Regions from separate parts of the Triticum aestivum genome. Here region 2 is linked to region 1. Evidence: chromatin contacts called from public Hi-C data. All regions are on one chromosome and are shown on one strand. The core of a region is the stretch at or near the end of the contact, and the rest is flanking DNA. Distances in the headings are between cores, read along the strand shown.

Region 1 (7,522 bases), core at 2,822-5,321:
ATTCTTGTCAAAGTCTAGGTTACAAGACATGTACACACACCTAAGAAGCACCGAAGGACACCTGGCCCCGCACTTTTGCACAAATAACCCCCAACAAAGAAAACTACAAAAAAGGATGTGGTTACTAGGTGCGGTATATTTTAGTACAGTGGCAGTAGAAGATTATGACTGTGTATGTAATACCAACATTTTACTACGGCATGATAAGAATATGTAGTATTGATAAATTTACTGTAAACGTATAAAGCAGCATATTAATGTGAAACGTAACCTATGTATACCACATCCAGAGAGACAAAGTTCTAGGCATTCAACATGCTTTTCTAGCTATGATGACATTTTATCTCGCTCGCCGATCTTGCTGACGCTGAGATTATGGCGACACCGCAACGTGTTGGTGGAGCAGATCTTGGACGAAGCAAAGATCTGGAAGTTAGTTGGCACTACGAAGCCAATGGCACGCACAACCATCTACTACGTTCCCGGTCAGAATTTTGGCTCGGGCTCTTATGCATGGCTTTGTGGCAGCTTCAGGCTGCAGTTTTCATAGTTGGTTGTTAGGCTTTTGGTCATGTTTTGGGTCATCATCACCTGTGGGCTGTGGCATTGTATCTTCTGAGCCTTCTCGACATTTCTTCCAATGCAAACATATACACCCTTTCAGTGTGTTCTAGAAAAGTACTCCCTCCGTTCACAAATGGAGTATAAGGTGTTCTAACTTTTTTCTGAATCGGATGTATATAGACACGTTTTAGTGTGTCTGTTCACTCATTTCAGTCCGTATGCAGTCCATATTGAAATATCCAAAACATCTTATATTTTTTAATGGAGGGAGTAATACTTTATTTCACCTGCCACAGTTATCATCATAGTTAACAATCTTTTAGGAGATCATAAAATCAGCACTGGATGTTATAAAACTACACCCAACATGATTCACTAATATGATTAGCAGTTTACAGGATTATCAAAGACAAGCAAAGCTTGATCTAGAAACCACTGGCGTTTTGCTTTCTGGTGAAATGCATTATAAATAAAAGGCCAAAGATTTTGAGAGAAACCCATCCAAATATCATAAAATTATTTTACAAAATATAAATAAGTGCTGAAAACAAACAAGCTGTTGGGTGCTTGTTGTTTATTGCAAGCTCGCCACTCTGCTCCATCCACTGCTTAGCAGGCTTACCTACTGATAAATGACCCAACGGTGGCTTTCGTAATGTCGGAACAAACAAGGAAAGTGGAGCAAAACAAAAGGGAATATAAGGCGATAGACAGGGTATATAAGCAATGCTTACACTTAGGTTTTGGTAAGCCCTCCTGAACCTATCCAACAGAAGTTGCAATTCATTTTCCTCACCGCCGTAAAAGGCAATTGATTCAGCATTTTCTCTAACACGGACAAGCCCGTAACGGAAATCAGCTTCTTTCTTTTCTTGCATGAAGTTCAAGTTGACCAAACTCTGTCAACACAAGCATGACCAACTATTAGTTACATGAATAATGAAAGAATGTGAACAATTATATCTATTTTGATTCAAGTTATAGATAAATAACGCTGGTAAAAGCCTTACCTTACCAAGGAAGACACTAATAGCGGTCCCTCCAAGAGAATAAACAATAAGAACAACGAATAATGGCGGATAGATTCCATAAAGGATATTGCTGAATGATACCAAATCCACGACAGCGTTGAGAAGTGTCAGGGAAAATGCAAGCGCAGTTCCAGTAAATGCACTTAGATCATCATTGATCCGCTGGTCTGGATTGTCTATTAGTGATTGAGACTGAATCTTGTAGAATGTTCTGTTCTTAAAGTAGCGCTTCATGTAATAACTTGTCATCCAAGATCGCCATCTTAAAGAGAGGGTTTCTCTTGCATAGTCCCTCAAGACAAAGAACTGTATAGCAGTGCAAGCAGGAGATTGCAAATCAGAACATAAGTCTATTATGAGGTACACTAGTTGGTGAATCTGAACCATGAGAAGCAAAGTAACGAATACAGTTCCTAATGATGAATGCTAATAGGAGCATAGCAATTCCAGACACTTCTGGGAACCAGTAGCAAGAGTAAGATCCTTGCAGCTTTAGTCCGCTAGTGCAGAGATCAAATGTTCAATTCTCTAGTACTTTTACTGGGAGTCCGGGACCTTTCGCTAAATGGGAAAGATAACCAGGTAGATTTTAGGTAAAACGTCAACAATAAATTTAGCTACAGCCTCTTAAACAGCTAGAAATATAAACATTGTGGTTCTAGACAACCCTGGAAGGGATATCTATCATGATATACAAACCACTGACACTTAACACAGAAAACCGCAGTTATGTCCCCTCTGTAAATACTAGTCATAGATTGTTAAACAGGATAGTGCACTGATGGAGAAAAGATTACTCATAAGGTAACATCATCCGATATTATCACTATTCATGTCAAGGTGCTACAAATAGCATCTTGAAGAGCAATACCTAAAAAAGGGCAGCAATATGCTCACCGGAACTCCTACAGCGAAACCTCCCAAGTAGTACAGCAGTTGCTTCGTAAATTGTTCCTGGTCCTTGTCTTGAAATAGACACCACTAAATATGTGTTAGCCAGTAAAAAGAGAAGATGATGCGCATCCACTTTGAATTATATGAAATGACACCTTCGGTTACACCCATACTGAAGGCTGAAACATAACTTCTTGTCTACTTTGGACATTGCAGATGACACCCAAAGATTCAACTGAGACATGTCCTCTTTATAAATAAGCTTGAGAATTTTTATGTGTGACTAAAAGAATTAATCCCTTCCTCTCCTGCCCCCTAATCTTTATCACGTGCACTGGCCATCCTAATTTTCATTTCAGAACACTAACATTTAATCTACCAGTTCGTAACAGTTTTAACGGAAGACGAAACATACCGGCGAGGGCGTTGTAGAAATCACGGCCCAGAAAGTTGAATCCAACGCTGATCCCTGTAGTCGCCAGCGTGAGCGCAAATACACCAGCAAGCTGCAGCCTTGCTTGGGCCTTATCCTCTGACCACCAGTAAGGCGCGGCAACTTTCCAGAATCTTCTAGCTAGCGTTTTGAGGTCTGTACCAGCTCTCTATCAGCATGAGATGAAGGAAATGTGCACTCATTAGCAACGCAACAAACAATAAACCAGCACAAGAGGCACCAGCATTTGCAGAGTGACATCATAATAGCAAGGCAGCCAAACTGGCACTTTGCTTATGGACGGCTAAAACAATGCAGATTGTACTGGATCTTATGGTCGGTTTCCTGAATTGTGCTATAGTCCCATCGCTCCGAATCCACCCGCTGAACTGCGAACCCCTGTGTGAGTGTATGGCTATTGCAAAATCTAACAATGCGGCAGGACGCTGAAGCTGTTATTAAGCTACTAAGTACTCCCTCCTTTCCAAAATAGATGACTCAACTTTGTACTAACTTTAGTACAAGGTTGGGTCATCTATTTTGGAACGGAGGGAGTAGAAACCAAAAGCTCAGAAGCCGGAACGGAAAAGTAGTAGGAACTGCAAAGTAAAACCATACTGGTAGTTGCTAAGCCATAATCACCTTGTCCTCGCCTCCTGGAGGACCAGGGGAGTCGCTGGAGGCCTCTCCTGCGGCAGCGGCGGCCGGGGGAGGGGCCGCCGCCCTCCGTCGCCCGCGGCGGCGCATGGCGGGGGGCACCACGGCCCGGCGGAAGGGGACGCCGAAGCGCGGCGACGCGGAGTGCCCGAGGCTGCGAGGCAGCGGCCGCGGAAGCTTTGGTAGTTGCGGATGAGGCGAAGTGGAGGAGAGGCAGCACGTGGGCACGACGAGTAAATGCATCTTCCTCGCCCACTTTTTAAAATCCTTTCTTCTCTCCCCGTGAGACGCCGACACCTCGACGAGGCCGGAGATGCTCGTGCCCGTCGTGGACCACGGCGGCGGAGGTGGGAGGCGGTACTGGCGGAGCAGAGACGTTACGGTTCACGCTGCTTCGAGTCCACCAGCGGGAGAGACGGAGGGGTCACTGACATTCTGGCCACCCAGGGATAGTGGCCCAGCTGCAGCCACCCGAACGACCATGCCCACCTCCGGGACGACGACATGCCGGGGAGGTGGCGGCAGCACCACACGCATCCTATCTTCTGAAAACAGAAATATAGCACGTACATAACGCAGCAGCAGTGGTAACAGAGAAGATTAATTAACTAAATAAACTCTTCTCAACATCTGAGATGTCACACGAAATGGTATTGCACCAACAACTGGACATTTTCTTTCCTTTTGGATTCCTTTTCTTTTATCTTCTTTTCTTTTTCTCATAGAGAAGAAAGCATCAATTTATTACAGCAATGAAGAATTTACAATGCCTGGCTGGCTCTGGCTGTGCCTGCCAGTTCTGTTTTTCTTTTATCTAGCCTGGGAAGCCCTACCTCGCTATCTAGCAAAATCCTGTGACTAAAAAAATAACAGACAGGTTGCATGCTGACGGCCATGCACAAGATGATGAAAGAATCTGGATGAATCTGGGAATGTGGCGCTTCGCCACTGTAATTGGGGTTGGTTAGTCCTTGTGAGCACTTCAGTTCATGTATCCACGGCAGTTAGGAGCTTTACACAGGCAGGGAACCTTGCGATCCTCCGACTCGTCCGGGTCAAATTTGTAGTCATACCTGCGCATCAGAGCAAGAAGCAGAGGGGTCAGAAAGAAGATCAACTGGTTGCAGGTTGTCGTGTACACTCTCAACGCGACTGAATAGAGAGAGGGGTTATGAAGCAGTACGTCAGTTCTTCTCCAGCTGAAACATCTCTCCTGGCAATCAGAATTATCTGGCTCTTGTTGTCGCCAACGCTCACGATCCTCGCGTAGCAGTTAGGCATGCACTGCAAACGCGAGTATATTGGTTGCCATTTCGTTGGTTCAAGAAGATGCAGCAGGTGTGAGAGCATGATGAAGGTTTACCGAGTGGTTAATTATACGGGCGATGTTTCCTCTCTCCGTAGCATCAATCACGACATCTTCGCTTATTTTGAACAGCTGCAGCAGCACAAAACGCAAAAAAAAAAATCACAACGTCAGAACATCAAACTACAGTTTTTATGTGATAATTCTAGTTGGTTCTACACTTAATCAAATTGTCATCAAGAAAAAATTGCATGGCGGTGATTAGTAACACCAGTTAAACCGTTATAATTGAAAGTAGAGAACCAACTAAAACAATACAAAAAGGAAAGCATAAAAATAACTCACGTAGCAGTCTTTATTTTCCTTGTGATATCGTGCTTCCCTCAAATCAGCAACACTACGTCTGACTTGGTCCCCACGATATTCAATCACCTGGCACAAGTTTGGTTAGCTGACAAATTAATAACAGATCCCTCACAAATGGGATGTATTTAAATAAGTGCTTCAATAACATAGGCATAAGCATTTTCATGGTAAAATTTTGAACTCTAGTGTGAGACAGAAAATGTACTAAAAATGTTCATGCTGACGATTCAACATGTATATATGCCTATAATTATGCACAACAAACCAATTACATCTATGAATTGGAGATAAAGCATTGCAGCCAATTATATTCATTAGTTGGAGATAATTCAATGCAACCACGTATATTCACCAATTGGAGATCAAGCAACCAAAAGTTATCTGCTGTAATCTAGACAGTGCACATTTAATCAAATTGCTGCCATAAATGCTACATGTAGCTGTTAAATTATGCTTTGTGACCAGACTAATGGTATGTCAGTGCATGTGCTTGATAATGTAGTTACTATGAGCACTGTTGAAGAAGAAGAAAATGTCTGCGGTGATTACCATTTGCCCCTCCTGAATTTTCGTAACAGCAAAGAGCCCCCATCCATGTACTCCAGATCGACCACAAGAGACCCTCTTATTCTCAGTTCTCTGAAATAATCAAACATATGTTTATTGGTTTGCTCATACAGCCTTTTAAGAACCACGATCGTTCAGAAAGTAAACCTGTAAATATTGAAGCCTTTCTTTGAACGTAGCAAAAGGTCGGTCGTCCTTCTGGTCCTGCTGACAAGGGAATAAGATGCATAAATGTTTCTAGCATTCAAATGTAAAAAAAAAAAGAGTGGTGATGCTCAGGACCAGGCAATTACCATGTACATGTTCAAAGCCTCAATCAAATCCTGAGAGTGGTGTCGGGGTCCCATTATTCGATGGGCAACTGCCTCTCCTTGTTGTTTCTGGAAAACACAGATAACTTAGTACTAAGGACTTGCTGACAAAACTAACAGAAATTAAAACTACACAGGTGTTAACATCACTTGCATTTAACATTAACCTAAGTTGGGCATAACAGTATGTCACGCAAAACAGTGCTGCTGCAATTTTCAGAATCAACACACACGAACACGCACACACAAAGGGCAAAGAAATTATACAGGAAAAATGTAAAAATGGTCCGAATAAGTATAAATGAACTAGCAACAAAAATTGTCACAAGGTAAGGTCCAAAAGATTAGTAGGAATGAATAGTATGTATGATCTCTTAGAGATTTATGCATGTACACATTCGGCACTGTCTTTTCTTATATCGTGTGACAATACAATGATATGCGTATGAGGGGGGGGGGGTCCAGGGGGGGTGCAGAAAACAAAGATAATTGGAAAATACCTTGTTTTTCAACATTTCATAAGGTAGGCACCTTGCAGCTGGGCAGTCAGAAATTTCAGCAGGAAAAACCTCCTGGTGATTTGCGATCTTAGCTAGTCTTGAAGGAGATTGTTTCTCATTGTTTTGGACCAAAAATTTGGTGGAGAACACTCCATCAGGTGTCTTCACTATCAACACATTATCTGGGTCAGGAGTACTGAAGTGGACAAGAAAGAATAACATGCATTAGTAACATTTACTGGTGGTAATTTCTGCCTCAGGTTACATTTTCACTTCTGCAAATGACATTGCTCCAAAATCATGCCAGTTCCATGGACCATATTTGCCATTATTTTCTTAAAAATAGGTTTCGATTGGTATTAAAATCAATCCCAAAAGATTACACAAAAGGAAGTATATATACCAATCGTGAAGCCAACTTAGAATTGTTCTTCTAGATAACCACTCATGAATTTAACTTAACCAAAAAGGAAAAATCAAGTGAGAATTATTACCTGTGAAACGCACAGTAGGAGACCATTTTTGTCATCTTCCTACCATTTCTTTCAGAGTATTGCAACTGCAAGAGTACAGGAAAAGGATAACTTTAATGTTTATGTTTAAAATCAGTTAATAAAGGAACAAACGCCAGAAAATGTTTCCGTCAAATAATGCGCCGCTTAAACAGTTGTATCAAGTTATGCTTTGAAGACAGCATGCTTTAGGAGTATTTGAGCAACGACACAAAAAAAATGGCACACGGGAACTTTTGCCACGACGTAGCTTAAATATGAAAGTTGGTGGTAAAAACTTGTTAATCCACAGCAATAATACACAGAAGCAAAGAATATCAGGCTGGTAAGTGGCATATGCTCAAACATAATCTTTCAGACAATCATTATATAGCCAATAAC
Region 2 (7,522 bases), core at 2,091-4,590, 750 kb before region 1:
TTCAAAATATGTTCGCATTGTTTAACAAATGTTCAAACTTTGAAACATTACTTACCTTAAAATTTGTTCTCAAGATGCAAAAAATGTCCGTGGTTGAAAAAATAGTTGGCGCTTCCAAATTTGTTTTCAAGATTCAAAATTGTTCGTGCTTTAAAAAATTTGTTCAAAAATTCAAAAAATGTTCATCTCTTCGAAAAATGTTTTGGAAAATTCGAAATGTTTGGGTTTTCAATTCTATTCTTTTTTTCAAAAAAGTGTTCGCAAATTTGAAAAATGTTCTCGTATTCAATTAATTTGTCCATTAAAAAATGAAATTACGAAAATGTTCTAATTTTAAAATGATTGTTCACAAATTTTGAAGTGGTCGCATTTAAACAAAATGTTCACAATTTCAGTTTTCTTCCTTTTTTATTCCAAAAAAATGTTTACGCTTTCACACAATGTTCTAATTTTTAAACTTTTGTTCACAAATTATAAAATGGTTGCGTTTCAGAAAATATTTACTTTTTGCCAAAAGAATTCACGTTTGAATTGTTTTTAAGTATAGCCTTTGTCGTGGTTTATAATTCATATTTGTTGGGCTACCTTTTTTGACACGAAATCTTAGAAACTATAGTGGCTACCTACTTGTGTTGACAGGTGCCTCGCTCACACGTTGGTTCATCGTAATTTTGCGTATTCAGATTTTATGTTTTCTCGCTACAGTTAATTTCTTTAGGTTCGCGCTGCCAATTTACCATAAGAAGTAGCTAGTTGGGGCGGCTAGCTCATCGCGCTTAGCAATAGGAAGTCTCGGGTTCGATTCCAGTACCCCTTTTCCTTTTTTGCGATTTTTAACCTACGAATGTGGCGCACCCGCAATATGGGCCGGGCCAGCCAAGCTGCTTGTGTGCGAAATGCCGACTGCTTGCCACAGCGAGCGTCCGATTTTTAAATTCAGAACAAATTTCTTTTAACTGAGAACAATTTTGAAAAGGAGAACATTTTTTATATACATGACCAAACAGTTGAAACGGAAACTTTTATCTAGTGCTTCGAACATTTTTTGAAAGTGCGAACATTTTTTATATAGTGAACGTTTTTCAGCTGCGTAAACTGAACATGATTTAAAAACCTAAGAACATTTTTTGAAAAACAAGAACATTTTTTCATACATGAACAAAAATTTGAAAATAAGAACAATTTTTGAAATTTGTGAACAATTTTTTTGGAATTGGTGAACAAAATTTTAAAATGGGGACAACTTTTTAAATTCAGAACAAATTTCTTTTAACTGAGAACAATTGTGAAAAGGAGAACATTTTTTATATACATGACCAAACAGTTGAAACGGAAACTTTTTCCTAGTGCTTCGAACATTTTTTGAAGGTGCGAACATTTTTTATATAGGTGAACATTTTTCAGCTGCATAAACTGAACATGATTTAAAAAATAAGAACATTTTTTGAAAATTTTGGAAAAGAAGAACATTTTTTAATACATGAACAAAATTTTGAAAAATAAGGACATTTGTGAACAATTTTTTTGAAATTTGTGAACAATTTTTTTGAAATTTGTGAACAATTTTTGAAAACAGGCATTTTTTTAAATCCATGCCATTAATTTTCAAATTTGTCAAAAAATGAATAAAAATAGTTTGAACAATTTTTGAAAAAATAGGAACATTGTCTGAAAATTCAGAACAAAAATTTGAAAGCAGGAACATTTTTTAAATTTATGAACAAATTTTGTGAAATGGGAACATTTTTTGGATTTTTGAACAAAATCTGGAAAACAGAAAAAAATTGAAATTAGGATTTTTTTGAAAATAAACTTGAAAAGAAAAAAAGGAAAAGAAAAAAGAAACAGAAAAAAGGAAACTGAAAAAAAGAAAAAAGTAAAAGAAGAGAAATAGAAAAACGAAAAACGAAAAAGAAACTGAAAAAGAAAAAGCCGGTTCAGGAACCTTGTAAAAGGTTCCCAAAACCGGAAAAAACCGGCTGGAAACATCATAGAAGGTTCCAAAACCGGGGTCTGCTGTAACGCTAAACGGGCCGGCCCACTCGATCGCTCCCTCGCACCTGCCCTGTGCGAAGCGCCGACTGCTTGCCGCAACGAGCGTCCAATAGGAGTTCCCGGTTCCCTCTATGGGAGCTCCGATGCAGCGCTGCAGGTGCCGGTTAACAATCCGGCGCCTGCAGCGCTGCTAGCATGGGCCGGCCAGTAGCGTGCTGCCTCAGTTTTTTATTTTTTGTTACGAAAATAAAAATATGAAATCTAAAAAGGTTTACAGATTAAAAAAATGTTAACCCATTTATGAATTTTTTTTCATATTTTTAAAAAAGGTTCATCAATTTTGAAAAAACTTCATCAATTTGAAAATAATTTCATTCAAATTGAAAAAATGTTTATCCAACTTAGAAAAAGTTCATTAACTTTTTAAAAAGTTGATGAAATATGAAAAAAGTTCATAGAAATTAAAAAAAAATTCATGTATTTTTAGAAAAAATTCATTGAACTTAAAAAAGTTCATAAATAAAAAAAGCTCATACATTTTCACAAAGTTGTTCATCAAATTTCAAAACAGTTCATAAATATTAAAAAAAGTTCATCAATCTGAAAAAAACTTTGAAATTTTTAAAAAGTTCATAGATATTCAAAAAAGTTCACAGAATTTTTAAATAAAAAATGTTAACCGGCGCCTAGAAGGGCCGGCGCATTTACGGACGCCATAGGCGCCAGTTAACGAAAATGCACGTTAACTGGCGCGTGTGGCGCCAAATAGGAAATGCCTCCCTCTATCTCGCAGAACACAAGAAATAGGGGCGCCCGTCACCCATCGTGCTATGCGCCAAATAGGAGCACCCGGTTAAGCCTTGGGCTAATTTTTTTTTTTTTGAGAAATGGCCCCGGGCTAAATTCTTTTTCGTTTTATGAGAAATGGCCCTGGGCCAACAATTTGCTTTTTGTTTTATGTGAAATGGCCCTGGGCTAACAATTTTTTTTTATTTTATGTGAAATGCCCCCGGGCTAATGGGCGAGGCCTTTCACCGAAGGCGCACTCCTAGTCATCATCATCATGGCGGGGCTATTCTTTTGGGTTGTCGCCCGAATTTCAGGGTACGTACAATCGTGCAACGGCAGGCCTCTTCACTTTCTTCGCAGTTCCAACGGAGCTCGAAAAATTCTACGCAGGCGAGAACCCGGTGTTTCTCAAAAAAAAAAAAAATTTTGATAGAAAGAAAAAATGGGCAAGAACCGCGGTGGATGGCAGCTTCACGACTCCGTCCTCCACCATTGAGGAGCTGGCTTGGCAGCAGCATCCCTTTCACCTTATCTTACAACATTCGCACATTTCCCCGTAGTTTTCTCCAGGCAACTTCGTCTAGGATATTATCGGATGTGGACTGATCCTAGTAGGGATGGGATGGGATCACCAGAGGTAATAATGCCTTTCGGATTTATATCTATCTGATGAATCAAGCGCTCCTTGATTCATTCATTCACCGGTTGCGTGCCGGGGAAGGCTCTTGCAGCTGACTGGGCCCTCGCAGCTTTCGACACATAGGAACGTTCCAACTGCGAACCAAGCATCAAAAAGTCCTGTCGTGCTCTTGCTATCGACGGAGTAGCTGTCGACTTGTCATGGTCCAGTCTTTGGTTATCTGATGAAGGTGCTGTTGTTTGAAAGGCACGCAGGCTACTATGATGGAGTACTACAGCAGTGCAATGCCACAGACTAAATTTACAAAGAACGAGCTGTTCATGTTACCCAGAGACATACCTAGTTCGTTTAAAATTTTGGCGGTCTTACAGTACTTGCTAGCAACAAAGATACGAGGGTGTTGTTTTTTTGAAACGCGGTCCTTTAAGGAGGCCCGATTTATCAAAAAAAGAAGTAGAAGAGAGTTGTCCGGTAATTAACGGAAACCTGTGCGAAAACCGTTACAACAGACCCACAAAAAGGCACACAGCCGATCTGACACCTACAAGACCCCACATGACGTTGAGGTGAGGACACAGTCAAGGTTACCCGCAATGTCATCGTCGTCACCTCTCCCCGAGCAGGCGATTCCGACTTCACTATGGACGACCCGTCAAGACCTCGTTGAACAAACGACACACGAGGACCTCGAAGGCCAAAGCCAAACAATCGACTGCCGACGTCGAGGACAGGCAACTCCGATTTTGTTGAGCAAGCATAGGCACATCCATTGGCGAACCGGATTGCCGACATCAGAAGGACAAGCTGCGACCCAGCTCTGCACGCCGCCATCATCGTCGCCACACGAGTCGTAACACCTACCACTCGCATCACCGTTGGGCACTAGCCAACCGTGATGTTGTGCACGTCCAGCCCAAAGGAAGTGCAGAGCAGGATCACCAGTCTTCAAAGCAACGCCCCAAAGGAGGAAACGCCGTGAGGACGACGTCGTTGCCCGACCAAGACCGGTCTAAGCTTTCGCCTGAAGAACCATATCCGAGGGTGGAGCGAATCGAAGAACCCCACAATGACGCCTTCAAGAACAGGAACGACGCCCGCGGGCGCCGCCATCGCCGGCCGACGAGCGACGGGCAAGCTTGCACTCGGAGCATTCGACAACCACCCCCACGCAGCCGGCCAAAGCCAGTCCACACCTCCACTGGCCCGCACACCCCTGCATAGCAATTGCGTCGTCGTCATGCAGGAACCACCACCGCACCATCGGCCGCTGCACCGCCGCACAGTGATACGTTTCCATCGTATCTACTTTTCCAAACACTTTTGTCCTTGTTTGGACTCTAATTTGCATGATTTGAATGGAACTAACCCGGACTGCCGCTGTTTTCAGCAGAATTGTCATGGTGTTATTTTTGTGCAGAAATAAAAGTTCTCGGAATGACCTGAAACTTCACGGAGATTATTTTTGGAATAAATAAAAAATATTGGCGAAAGAATCAACCGAAGGGAACCCACACCCTGTCCACAAGGGTGGAGGACGCGCCCACCCCCTGGGGTGCGCCCTCTGGTCTTGTGGGCCCCCTGGACCTCCACCGACCTCAACTCCAACTCCATATATTCATGTTCGGCGAGAAAAAAAATCAGAGAGAAGGATTCATCACGCTTTACGATACAGAGCCGCCGCCACCTCCTGTTCTTTCTCGGGAGGGCAGATCTGGAGTCTGTTCGGGGCTCCGAAGAGGGAAAATCGTCGTCGTCGCCATCATCAACCATCCTCCATCACCAATTTCATGATGCTCACCGCCGTGCGTGAGTAATCCCATCGTAGGCTTGATGGACAGTGATGGGTTGGATGAGATTTACCATGTAATCGAGTTAGTTTTATTAGGGTTTGATCCCTAGTATCCACTATGTTCTAAGATTGATGTTGCTATGACTTTGCTATACTTAATGCTTGTCACTAGGGCCCGAGTGCCATGTTTTCAGATCTGAAACCTTTATGTTTTCATGAATATATTTGTGTTCTTAATCCTATCTTGCAAGTTATAGTCACCTACAATCGTGTTATGATCTAGCAACCCTGGAGTGACAATAGTCGGGACACTTCCCAGTGATGACCGTAGTTTGAGGAGTTCATGTATTCACTAAGTGGTAATGCTTTGGTCCGGTACTCTATTAAAAGGAGGCCTTAATATCCCTTTTGTTTCCAATAGGACCCCGCTGCCACGGAAGGGTAGGACAAAAGATGTCATGCAAGTTCTTTTCCATAAACACGTATGACTATATTCAGAATACATGCCTACATTATATTGATGAATTTGAGCTAGTTCTGTGGCACTCTATGTTATAACTATTGCATGATGAATGCCATCCGACATAATTATCCATCACTGATCCATTGCCTATGAGCTTGTTTCATATTGATCTTTGCTTAGTTACTTTTCCGTTGCCACTGTTACGATTGCTACAAAACTACTACCATTACTTTTGCCACCGTTACCGTTACTTTCATACTACTTTGCTACTAAATACTTTGCTACATATAGTAAGTCTTCTAGGTGTGGTTGAATTGTTAACTCAGCTGCTAATACTTGAGAATATTCTTTGGCTCCCCTTGTGTCGAATCAATAAATTTGGGTTGAATACTCTACCCTCGAAAACTGTTGCGATCCCCTATACTTGTGGGTTATCAAGACCTTTTTATGGCGCCGTTGCCAGGGGGCATAGCTCTATTCTCTGCTTCACTTGGGATTTATATCTATTGATCACTATGAGGAATTTGAAAGATCAAAGAACCAAGATTTTCCCTCAACTACGAGGGGAGGTAAGGAACTGCCATCTAGCTATGCACTTGATTCACCTTCTGTTTTGAGTAAATTGGCGACACCTAAACCTGCTATTGATTCTGATATGTCACATGTTATTGATGATGCCACTTCTGCTATGCATGATGCTTATGATGATACTACTTCTTTGCTTGATAATACTGTGCCACTAGGTGAATTTCTTGATGAACAACTTGCTAGGGTTAGAGAGAATGAAATTACTGAAACTGATGATATTATTGAAACCAAAGATTATGATTCTCCTCCTAGAAATGAATTGTGTGTTGTACCCGAGGGTTATATTATGGATGAAGAAACTGCTAGAGACTTTCTTGCTTGCAATAATGTCTATGATCTTAAGAATTGTTAGCTAAGCTGAAAGAGAAGTCTTTGAATGCTAGAATGCAATATGATCCCAAGTTTGCTACTTCACCTATCTGTGTTACTGATAAGGATTATGAATTCTCTGTCGATCTCGAGTTACTTACTTTGGTTGAATCTGATCCTTTCCATAGTTATGAATCTGAAACTGTTGTGGCATAGCTTACTAAATTGAATGATATAGCCACCCTATTTGCTCATGAGGAAAAAAATTCGCTATTACTATATTCTTAAATTGTTTCCTTTCTCATTAAAGGGTGATGCTAAGATATGGTTTAATTCTCTTGCTCCTGGTTGTGTGCGTAGTCCCCAGGATATGATTTACTACTTCTCTGCAAAATATTTCCTTGCTCATAAGAAACAAGCTGCCTTAAAGGAAATATTTAACTTTGTGCAAATTGAAGAAGAGAGTCTCCCACAAGCTTGGGGGAGGCTTCTCCAATTACTTAATGCTTTGCCTGATCATCCTCTCAAGAAAAATGAAATACTTGATACCTTCTATAATGGACCAACTGATGCTTCTAGGGACCACCTAGATAGTTTTGCTAGTTGTGTTTTCAGGGAAAGATCTGTTAAGCAAGATGAATTGCTATTGAATAATATATTGAGTAATCATAATGATTTGACACTTCCTGAATTAACTCCTAAGCAAACTCCAAAGAAAATGGGTATTCTATTTCTCAGTCCTGAAGATATGCAAGAGGCGAAGAAGTCTATGAAATAAAAAGGTATTAGAGCTGAAGATGTTTAGAATTTACCGCCCGTTGAAGAAATACACGGTCTTGATAATCCGACACAGGTAGTAGAGGTAAATTCTCTCTATAGATTTGATGAAGGTGATATTCCTAATAATAATTCTGCAGTCAATGCTTGGATGAGTTTGATAATGTTATTG

Evidence for each region. Hi-C and Micro-C count contacts between places; a contact is called where the count stands out from the background.
Region 2: a contact with region 1 is called in a Hi-C map of leaf, with 4 times the contacts expected there. The contact joins the enhancer-like site here to the promoter of LOC123069201 in region 1. A contact is called at or near these places in 2 of 5 Hi-C or Micro-C datasets (both in leaf).

What each region holds. Positions count from the first base shown.
Region 1 is chr3B:170,439,223-170,446,744 of IWGSC CS RefSeq v2.1, reverse strand. LOC123069201 (ABC transporter D family member 2, chloroplastic) reads right to left here and starts at 4,071. Exons shown (of 10, transcript XM_044491986.1): 1 at 3,565-4,071; 2 at 2,905-3,091; 3 at 2,493-2,560; 4 at 1,575-1,901; 5 at 1,299-1,463. The coding sequence starts at 3,822. It overlaps LOC123069200 (histone-lysine N-methyltransferase ATX4), which reads right to left. Exons shown (of 22, transcript XM_044491985.1): 14 at 7,124-7,188; 15 at 6,630-6,825; 16 at 6,112-6,198; 17 at 5,966-6,025; 18 at 5,801-5,890; 19 at 5,231-5,317; 20 at 4,943-5,017; 21 at 4,763-4,863; 22 at 4,251-4,652. The coding sequence ends at 4,562.
Region 2 is chr3B:171,190,764-171,198,285 of IWGSC CS RefSeq v2.1, reverse strand. No RefSeq gene overlaps it. Among protein-coding and RNA genes, the nearest start is that of LOC123069203, 51 kb to the left of the region's middle. Within about 2 kb of position 3,340, at least 1 of the 8 cell types and tissues checked has an H3K27ac peak or open chromatin away from gene starts, as enhancers often do. A contact at or near this core is called in leaf, where this site is marked.